Regions from separate parts of the Urocitellus parryii genome. Here region 2 is linked to region 1. The links are chromatin contacts, called in public Hi-C maps. All regions are on one chromosome and are shown on one strand. The core of a region is the stretch at or near the end of the contact, and the rest is flanking DNA. Distances in the headings are between cores, read along the strand shown. Region 1 holds the start of Pnn (pinin, desmosome associated protein). Region 2 holds the start of Fbxo33 (F-box protein 33).

What was found. A called contact is a pair of places that touch in the nucleus more often than the background predicts.
Region 2: a Hi-C map of liver shows a contact between it and region 1, with 5 times the contacts expected there. The contact joins the promoter of Fbxo33 here to the promoter of Pnn in region 1. A contact is called at or near these places in 2 of 2 Hi-C or Micro-C datasets (liver and muscle).

Annotation. Positions count from the first base shown.
Region 1 is chr6:50,625,819-50,631,367 of mUroPar1.hap1, forward strand. Pnn (pinin, desmosome associated protein) reads left to right here and starts at 2,969. Exons shown (of 9, transcript XM_026411328.2): 1 at 2,969-3,137; 2 at 3,782-3,853; 3 at 4,333-4,401; 4 at 5,400-5,472. The coding sequence starts at 3,025.
Region 2 is chr6:50,827,712-50,833,260 of mUroPar1.hap1, forward strand. It overlaps Fbxo33 (F-box protein 33), which reads right to left and starts at 2,236. Exons shown (of 4, transcript XM_026411331.2): 1 at 715-2,236. The coding sequence starts at 1,328. Trnag-ucc (transfer RNA glycine (anticodon UCC)) reads right to left here and starts at 2,400; the gene lies at 2,328-2,400.

The DNA of each region.
Region 1 (5,549 bases), core at 1,719-4,218:
GGAGCTCTGGTTGCCATCTCCGTACTAATTTGCATAAAATGCAATTTGACAAGAATGTTTTATTGACTTCATCAACTATTCCATTTCCTGCCACAGTTCTCTAATATGAAAGGTTATAAAGAGTGAATAAATCATCAATTTTCAGTCTGCAAATTTTAGATATATTGAGAAGTTAGACCAATCCATATTGGAATAAGTCCAGGAATGCAAGATTTAAAGCCATTTTGGCTAACCGAAAGTTTACTAGTTGTGTGGTGCAAAGGAAGGGGAGGGACAAGAGGCAGTGACGGTATAAGCAAAAGACAAAAGATTCTTGAACAAGAAAATATAAACTAATCAGAGGATTGAGTAAATGAGATAGTGCTAAAAAATTTGGAAAAGTTCCTGAGATGGAGCTTCTAAGCATCTAAGACAGATTGAGACTTAACTCCAGAGAGGCAAATACACATGCTACATATTACTTTTATTTATTCACTTTTGTAGTGCTGGGGATTGAGCCCAGGGCCTTACACATATAGGCAAGTGATCTACCACTGAGCTACAACCTCAGCCCCCAAATTACATTTTAAATTTGGCAAACTCTGGCTTAAACATATTGCTTAGCCTGTGATTAGTTCTTTGCTTTCTAATCATAAAGTGGATTTTTCTTTCAAGCATATTCACTGCTTCTCCCAAATTTACGTAAAAATTTTTTTCAAATTGTTATCAATAACCTCCCACTTCCAGACTCTTTTCATAGGAATTTAAGTTGATGTTCCTTAATTATGTTTTTTACATGTCTCTTCTGATATTTGAATCAGTTTATTTCACTCATCACATAAATCAAGCATAAAATTTCCTCCTAAGCTTTTTTTTTCCACCTAAGCTTTTGAGAACAGTAGTGTAATTTTGAAGACTATTTGCCACCATTATCTCAGTGTTTTCAGCATTAAAGTTTTCCTTATATGTGAAATCAGATCCTTTATGTTCAGATAATTCTCACCACCATCAAGGAACTAAGCCCACCACAGAGGTCAAAAAATAAACAGTTAACCAATTTATTAAGGCTGATTTCCACACAACAATAACATGAGGGCTGGGGATGTGGCTCAAGCGGTAGCGCGCTCGCCTGGCACGCGTGCGACCTGGTTGGATCCTCAGCACCACATACCAACAAAGATGTTGTGTCCTCCGAGAACTAAAAAATAAATATTAAAAATTCTCTCTCTCCTCTCTCACTCTCTCTTTAGAAAAAAAAAAAACATGAGATTTTCATAATGTTTTGAAGAAGCCAGTGGCACATACCTGTAATCCCAGTGATTTGGGAGGCTGAGACAGAAGGATCCCAAGTTCAAGACCAGCCTGAGCAACATAGTGAGGGCTTAAGAAATTTAGCAAGACCCTATCTCAAAATAGAAATTAAAAGCGCAGGGCACTGCCTGGAGTTATACTCAGTGGTAGAGTGCTTGCCTCCCACGTGTGTGGGGCCATAGGTTCCATCTTCAGCACCATAAACAAACAAAAATATTGTGCCCATCTACAACTAAAAAAAAAAAAAAAAAGAAATGCAGGGGATGTAACTCAGTGGTAAAGCAACCTGGGTTTAATTCCCAGTACCAAAAGGAAAAAAAAAAAATCTATTGGAGAACAAAGGAATGTAATATGTACTGAGGACCTACTAAATGATGAACACAGCATTGTACTGATCGTCTCTATAAAACAGACTGTTAAATCGCCCAGGATCCTAAAAATAGATCGTGTGGAAGCAGAAATATGAACCCCAAGTTTTTGGTTAAGTCTACAAGCATTTGCCTATGGGGGAAAAAAATAGAACCTATTACTCCACTCTCAACCCTTGGGTACTGCCTGAGGTTGTAAACTGTATTGTAATAATGACATGGCCATACTCACAATTCAATTAAGTAATTGCCATCATACCCCTAAACCAGGTCCAGCTCTACTTTTTTCTGTAACCTTTCTTGCTAACATGTCATGTAATTTATGTTTATTATCTGACTCCACACTTTTCCTTCCCACAGAGCTACTTCAGATTTTTCTTTTTGAGGTGCTGGGTATGGAACCGAGATATAGCACATCTATGCACGTGTTCTACCACTCAGGCACACCTCAGTCCGGGAAATATTTTCTCAGCAACAATTTGTACATATATTTCTGGAGCAAAACCAGTTCCCACGTTGGCAGAACCAGAAGCTGGAGGACAGTTACTTCACAAATAGGGCTGCTCCCCCAGATCATGTATTAAACCAACAAGCTCAAGGTCAGGTGAACCGGCCTGACTCTCGCTTTTTCCCTTTAGTAGAGCCTTGCAAAGGTTCTAATCAGACTGATTCTTGACTGGCATAACCCCCAATCTCAATTTCCCAATAATAACAAGCATTGTATCCAAGGTTTTAATTTGTGAGGAAGAAGGTACGTAAAGCCTGTCACAGAGCGTCCACAACAAAACTAGCCTACACAATTGTTAGCTATCACGACTAATGACTTCCTATTCGTTTTGTGCTTCGCCCACTTTAATCAAGGGAAGCGTGCGCACAACTCCTCTCTGGGCATGCGCATCAACATAATGGCCGCGCCCTTTCGTAATTAAATCCTTCAGGTGAGGCAAAGTAGACTAGCTTCTGCCCAGCTCAGTATAATTTTGTGGTTAAAACAATTTAAGGCACGTCACAACGCAAGCTAAAAGTGATAGAAAGCTCCGCGCCCTCCTTGCCAGAACTGCGGCACCACGAACTCGCGTCCCGGAAAAATCAGGGCCTCTCAAGCCCGCCCCGGCTCTGCGCTAGAAGCCGAGCCAAGCCACCCGCAGCTAACAGGGGAGGGAGCAGACCGCCTTGCCGACTTTTCATTGGCCCGGGGTCACAAAGGCTGGAAGCTTCTCCCCCTTCCGGTTTCTGAGTGGTTGAGGCTAAAAAACAACGCCTATTATCATTGGCTGAACCCGGCTGTCAGTCGTTTCGCGTCTCGCGGCGCGGCACGGCTCGGCGCGGCCTATAGAGCAGCGTCGAAGCCTGCTGCAGGGAGAAGATGGCGGTCGCAGTGAGAACTTTGCAGGAACAGCTAGAAAAGGCCAAAGAGAGCCTAAAGAATGTGGATGAGAATATTCGCAAGCTCACCGGGAGAGACCCGAATGACGTGAGGTAAGGGCCGAACGGGAGCTGCGAGCTCGAAGAGGCATCTCAAGTCTATGTGAATTGGGGACGGGGAGGTCGGTCCTCTCTGAAAGGGCTGGAACATCCAGGCCTGTTCCCCGGGCGGCGGTAGAACCCCGTCCTTGGCGGGGTGGGGAACCTCCCGCCTCCCACTGTAGAGCGCTGGGCTTAGGTACTTGCGGGAGGAGAGGGAGGCCTGGTAGCGCTAGGATGGCCTCCCGACCTGTGAGGAGGCCCGGACTGCCGATTCCCGCCCTCGGCGCTGCAGGCCCGGAACTACAGCACAAAGCCCATTCGCGCTGCCGCGGCCACTCGGCCTGGCCTGGCCCGGAGACCCACCTGGGCCACACTCGGCTACCTCGCACATAGGTGCCACTTTCTTGGAGATGGCGTGCTAGGGCCCGACTCAGGTTTGTTAATGTGTGGTGGCATCGAGTCAGTGTAAATTCTGAGAGAGCGGTTTTGGAAAAAGAAGGAAATTTAATTTCCCGACCTGCTTTAAAATACATGAATATTAAACCGTCATTTTAGAACGATTGTTATTTTTTTTCCCTGTGATGTACCACATCTGTGAAAGTGCCCTAGATGTGTCTACATATGATTTTTTTTAATTGATTGTAAATCTTTTGTAGGCCCATCCAAGCCAGATTGCTGGCCCTTTCTGGTCCTGGTGGAGGTAGAGGACGTGGTAGTTTATTGCTGAGGTAAGATTTCCTTAAGACTTAAACTCGTACTGTATGTAACTGTTGGTACTTCCTATGTTAATGTATTTGAACCAGATTCATGCAAATATTAGAATAACAGTGTTTGTGTTATCTTTATTTTGTTTAATGCTGTGATATGCTAGTTTTCTGTGTAGTTATCCTGCATCTTCATTTGTGTGTGCAGCTAGGGATTAAAGAGTATATTTACTGTTCTATATAAACTTAATTGTACTTTTTAAAGTAATATAAAACTCTTTTGGAGGGGTGGATGTTGCCTACTGCATGCACTAAGCCCAGGGTGCAAACCCCAGTACTAAAAAGAAAGGGGGGGGAGCTTTTTGGAGTGAATGCTTATTTAAGGCTACTTCAGTGGAAAGACTTTGTTTTTTCTTTAATTCAACCAGATTTTCTTGCAAGTGGAAATACCAGTTCTGTCTTTGTATTTCAAGTGCTTTTATATTGGACATTTTTAATTGCAGGCGTGGATTCTCAGATAGTGGAGGAGGACCCCCAGCCAAACAGAGAGACCTTGAAGGGGCAGTCAGTAGGTATGTTTAAAAAAAAAAAAAAAAGGTTACTCTGTGGGGAGGGAACATGCCTGTAATCTCAGAAGCTAGGGAGCTAACACAGAAGGATGGAAAGTTCAAGGCCAGTCTGGGCAATTTAGTGAGACCATGTATCGAAATGAAAAGGGGTGGTGATGTTAATTGAGTGGTATAGTATCCCTAGTTTCAGTCCCCAGTACTGAGAAAATAAATACATAAAAATTGAACGAATGTAGCTCAGTGGTAGAGCACCCCAGGTTTAAGCCTTAGTACCACCTTTTTAAAAATTCTTGAAAACGTTCTTGTATACTCTCCTTTCTGAAGTGGTACACAAATATAAACATTTAATAGACATTATTGAATTGAATTGTATTAGGATTAGTAGTATACCACTTCCCACTGAGGATCTTTAGTATTCAAACCAAGACAGCCAACAGTCTTCAAAACTCAGATATTCAGGGCTGGGGATATAGCTCAATTGATAGAGTGCTTACCTCAAATGTAAAAGTGCTGGGTTTGATCCCCAGCACTACAAAAGAAAGAAAGAGAAACAGTTATTCAGGAAGCGGTGGCACATGCCTATAATCCTAGCATTTTTTGAGGCTAAGGCGGTAGGATCATGAGTTCAGGGCCAGCCTCAGCAACTTGGCCAGGCCCTCGTCAACTCAGTGGACCATGTCTCTAAATATAAGGGCTGGGGATGTGGCTCAGAGGTAAAGCAACCCTGGGTTCAATACCTGATACCAATAAATTAATAAATATACACTCAATGATAACTCAAGTTTTATTGAAAAAAAAGATGATGTTACAGAATATCCAAGATTGGTTGGAACATTAGTTGCTGTACTTTATTTTTCACTGCTAGAGGAAAGAGTAAAATGGGATAGAGACTGGTAGAATGAGGCTTCTGGAGATGAGTCCTAGAAAAAGTAGGCATTTGCCATTAGTATGCACTTATCTCAAATTCTACAGTGGTCATTTAAATGATACTTTTTGTGCAGGCTGGGCGGGGAGCGACGGACAAGAAGAGAATCACGCCAAGAAAGTGACCCAGAAGATGATGATGTTAAAAAGGTACTGAGGTTAAAAGAACACATTAGAGAATTAATATAGTACTTTCACTTTACTGCTATCCCTATAGTATTTTCACT
Region 2 (5,549 bases), core at 986-3,485, 200 kb after region 1:
CATTGTAGACATGGGCCGGCCATGGCACCTCCATCCCCACCCGCAAACTATACTGTGTTAGGCTTAGGTGAATCACTGCGGACAAGTTCAGTCTGGAGGTGCACTGCGGGAGGGGGGTGGGGGTGGAGGGCGCTGAGGGGGGTAGACTTCCAATTCTGACAATCACCTCTCCCCCAATACTTTCAAAGAACACTCCATTCCTCCTTCTCTTTGGATCTGGTCCAGCCTATTTGAACAATTCCAGGTGAAAAAAAGAAAAATGACTGTTAAAAACTTCTTTTAGAAGGACTCTGTAACTATGGAACACCAGTAGCACCATTACTCCTTCCCTACCATCATATACTTCCAATGGTAAGGTTCAGTGTCTGAAAACCGGGTTATGTTTTGTTTCTCCCACAGGCCTTACCCTCCAAGTCTGACTCTCTCATGTATGAAATGAAGAATGATAGCTCCTGTCAGCCTCATCCCACCTCCACCAAGAGGATGAATGAGACAGTGCCTGGAGTGGTGTCTGAAAAACACTTGAGTCCATCGCTGTAAAGTGTCCCATTATGCCCTCTTGCCTTAAGAAAATCGTCCTGTTAGAACGGACATCTTCACTGAAACAAGCAAGGCTGAAGCGAGCTTGGCGCGTCCCACAGAATCTATTTCGGGGAGAAGGGAAGGGGGTCCGTCGCCAGTCGGGAGCGGGGACTGGGCCCACCAGAAACCTACCTGTTGTTCCGGATGCTGACCAGCACGCACAGCACCAGCTCCAAGTAGGTGCGCAGCACTTCCAGCCAACTGGTGGAGAGCTGCAGGCCCTCGACTTCTTCCCCTCCAGTTCCCGAGTCCGCGCCACCTCCGTCGCCAGGGCCGCCGCCTCCGCTCAGGTAGTTCTCCGCGGCGAACTCAACGCGCAACTCTCGCACGAACCAGCCGCACTTGCGCATGAGGAATTCGAGCCGGGGCTGCTCCGCGGGCGAGACGCGGAGGCAGATGCGGAGCTGAGGCCACAGAGCCGGGTAGAAGAGGCACTCGCGCCAGTGCGAGCAGGAAGCCGAGGCCCGCAGCCGGTCCGGCGCGGGCAAGAAGGAGAAGATATGCACGATCAGCTCGCTAGGTAGCGACGCGGCGCCCGCTGCCTGTCCGCACAGAGCCATCCGGCCCCGCCGCCGGCTGTCGGCTCCCGGCCGCCCCCGCAGTCCCCGGAGCAGCCCCCGTAGCCGTCGCAGCTGCTGCAGCCGCAGCCGCTGCCGCCTCCGCCGCCACCGCGCCACTCGGGCGGCCCCGGCTCGGGTTCGAGCTCCCGGCGGTCGGGGCTGCGGCACTGACAAGAACAACAACATCAATGACAAGGAAGAAGGGGGCGGAACCGTCGTGGGTCTCGGCGGAACCAAGTGGAGTACAAGTTGCGGAGAGGGGGAAAGGCCCCTATGTAGGTGGCCTGCAAATAGCGAGTCGTAGGTCTTTCAAACTGTACTCACGCGCGTCCAAGGCCTGCCCAATCTGTAACTACAAAACCCTCGCTGGTACTGTCTAGGGGCCCGGAAGTAGCTGGGCTTACCGTAAGGAAACGACAGCCCTCCCCGCGCCTGGAGGCGGAGGCTGGGCAGTGGTAGGAGCTGAGTTTGACGTCACCCGTGGTGGGAGGAGCCCGGTGCGAATGAGCGCGACTTCCGGAATGAGGATGCGCCGGGTTGCCGGTAGGGAAAGGGAGACGCGGCACGTGACTCCTGACGCACGGAAGCCAGGGGCATTGAGGGGGCGGGGCGCTGGAAATCGGGACACTAGATTCTTGGTCCGAGGCGGTAGAACTTGGGCGGAGTGCTAGAGATCTTGAGACTTCTTTTTGCACGTTTCTTACTTGCTGCGTTGCGGACTTTTGAGCCAAAGTGCCCACTTTCAGGGTCTCTTTCAGTGGTCCCACTTGCCAGAATATTAAGAATTTCTGAGATTGCATTGCTGAAGAGAAGCAGGGGGACTTGCAGGCTAACCTGCACAGGAGGTGCCCGAAGAGGAGAGGCGGGGGGCGGGGCAGGGCCTTGGGGGGCCCGGCGGCCACGAAGCCTATAGGAGGCCCCAGGCGGACCTCCTTCACTCGGACTGCACTGGTGGATTTCCCCACGCCCCCAGTGTAGGGAAGGAGCGAGGATAGCGCCACCCTATGGTTTTAAAGGGGGAGAAAAAAGTGGCAAATGAATCTGGGATCTGCTGATTGCCAGTTCGTTCTCCAGGGCCTGAGGAAGGGCCCCAGTTCCTGCTACTGAGATTTGAAGGCCCGCCCCCCCCCCCCTTGAAAAATTTGGGATGATAGCCCTTAAGGGGAGGAGCTTTTTTTTTTCCTTTGGTGGTGCTGGGGATTGAACCCAGGACCTTGTGCATGGAAGGCAAGCACTCTACCAACTGAACCACATCTCCAGTCAAAGGAGAAGAGTTTTTGAAATACTGTCCCCTAACCGCACCACAATTTGAGAGTTACATGACTGGTTGAAAAGGAGCAGTGAAATCAGAAAGGATTAAGTGATTTTGTGTAATAATTGAGGTTTGCTCTGGGTGGGGGCTGCCTCTTCAATTAGAAGAGCCACATCCGCCTCCAAGCGTTACCTGTGATTTGAAACAGCTACATTTTCCTGCTCTGTACCTTAAGAAAGCTAGATGTTTTTAGCCCTTTTTGGGCAAAGCTCTCTGTTCATGACTCATTGGGTTGTCAACAGTATTATGTTGTTACCTCAGAGTTTTCTTTACAGTGCCTATTTTTCTTTTTTTAAAGGAATCCTGTAGGTCACTTCTCAACTCTTGCGTGCAAGAGTTCTGTGTAGTTATATTTTATGAATATTTAACAAGCATTTAGTGGTAACAGCAGTGAATTAGGAAGTTAAGGCTTGGATTTTAAATTTAATTCTTTGAAGTATTTTGAAGTGACCTTTAGACATCTAGATCTTTTAGTTAGTTCATTGTATGTCTATGAAACATATTCCTGTATAAAAAGAATAAACTCGTGGGCTGGGGATGTGGCTCAAGCGGCCCAGGTTCTATCCTCAGCACCACATACACACAAAGATGTTGTGTCCGCCGAAAAATAAAGAATAAATATTAAAATTCTCTCTCAAAAATAATAAAAAATAACCTCACACTCGGCAAAATTTCAGTATTGTCTAATATTCCTTATACAAATTTGGAGTTATTTTCGGATTGTCTGTTGAAGCTGCTTTCTCCCAACCAGGATCCAATTAAAGACCACCTTTATATTTGGTTGTCTATATCGTCTCTTTTAATCTAAAAATTAAAAGTTTTTTTGGGGGGAGGCGGGTACCTGGGATTGAACTCAGAACTCAGGAGCAGTTAACCACTGAACCACATTCCCAGCTCATTTTTGTATTTTCTTTAGAGACAGGGTCTCACTGAGTTGCTTAGCATACTCACTAAATTGCTTAGGCTGGTGTTGAATTTGCGATCCTCCTGATCTTCCTGCTTCAGCTTCCCGACTGGCTGGAATTACATGCATGCGCTGGTTTAGTCTTTTGATTGTTAGTGTTCACAATTCCCACAATTTTTTAAAATTGTTTTATTCTTGGGAGATCTTTTTTCTTTAAGTTTATTTATCTTTGAGGCAAGCACTCTGCCACTGAGCCACAACCCCAGGCGGCCCCCCCACACACACACACTTATTTTTAAACTGATTTTTTAAAAAGACCAGGCTAATTGCCTGAGATGGAATATCTTACCTTCTGTACTTGACTACTTTCTTTTGGTGTTCATATTTCACCTCTATTTCCTGTATTTCTTATAAATAGGCAAATTAATAAAGACTTTAGCCTTTATATGATGTTGAGTACTTTACATGAAATCACATTTATTTGAACAATCACAAATAGTTTTACAATGACTATTTGTGGATTAGGCTTGATCTTCCATGTAAAGTTCTGTGGTATTTTTTCCATCTTCAAAAAGACTAACCTGTGCAGTGTGATTTTTGTTTCCTACAAATGTCCAATTCTCTCATCAACCATTCACTGAATGGGTTTGATAGCAATTCATAATTCTTGCCTGAATAATTTTTATTAAGGGTTATAAAATGATAATTTTGCATTCTTTCATTCCATCTACATTTATTAATTTTTGTTCTGCAGATGCTTTCTTTCATACACTAGGATCATTTATTTGCCCTGAAATATTAGCTCCTTTTGGAAAAGCGGAAAAAAAAATGCGTAATTGTCTCTTTTTTTTTGTCAGCCATTTTGAAAGCAAGTTTTTATGGCTTTGGAGGATGATAAGTGAATTTTCTTAGCTCTTTCTGAAAAATATTATATATATATATATATTATGTATTTATTAATGGTTTATAGATTTTAAGCAGTTATAGTTGTTGACTCTCAAATCTTGATGCTTCTATAACACCTATCAATTCTGTGTAATTATTATAGTCTTAAAAAATTCCTTGAGTGGTTTCAGTAGATATAACACAATGGGTAGGAGAGTGAGGCTAGATTTTGATTTTTTTTTTTCCTGTTTTGGTTTTGCTGTGATCTAAGTAGGAGATCTTAAAACAAATTGTTCATAACCTCTTTGGTCTTTGCTTTCTTCATCTATACAAGCGTGTGAATCCTTGCAACTCTATTGTTTTCTGACTCTTAACAAAAACCCACTATTAAATTGAGATAAATTTTACATTTGAAATTCATCCAAGTTGATGACGATTTTTAGTAATTTTACCAAGTGGTGCAATCATCACCATAAATCAGTTTTAGAACATTTTCATCCCTCAGGATTCCTCTTGGCCATCTGCAGCTAATCTGTTCTGTCTCCGAGCAACTACCAATATACATTCTGTCTCTGTAAATTTGCTTTTTTCAGACATTTAAAATAAATGAAATCATGTGATATATGGTCTCTTTTTTCTTCTTTTTTAAAAAACAATTGTCTATTATTTTTAGTAAAATCGTGGGTTATGACAGGAAAATGGGTCCTGTTAAACTGCATTTATAGTCTGCAGAACACCTTGGGTTAGCATAGATTCTACTCTAGATTTCACCGACCTCCCACCTAGCAAGTTCTTTTCTTCCCTGCTAGCTGGACCTGCAGATGGAAGAGGCAAGAGCTAGGATTAGTTGCCAATAGTTCTTGACATAAAAGGGGTAGCATAGTCATTTAAACTGGATTCAACCTGTTTGCATCTTACAAAGGTAAACAGCTAAAGAAAGTAAAATAAGAAGTTACTGCTTGGAATGTACAGTGCATATTGGCCATGTATACCTCTTTATGATTTGTCTGCTTGCTTCTCCTGTTCAATCATTTCTTTGAAAGGTGGAGGATTTTTCTCATATTTATCTTTTCCATTTTGAGTTACTGAATTGCTCCTTTTTAGCCATATGGGATTTGTCAGACATGCTTGCTGAGCAAGCGGAGCAAGGTGAGTGAGCAAGCAGAGTCTGGTCTATGAGAGGCCACCACAGAGTGTCCACTTCCATCTTCTTACACTTAGCATAATGTTTCTGAGTTTCATACATGACCAGCATATGTCAGTAATTCATCCCTTTATGTTGCTGAATAGCATTCCATGGCATGGA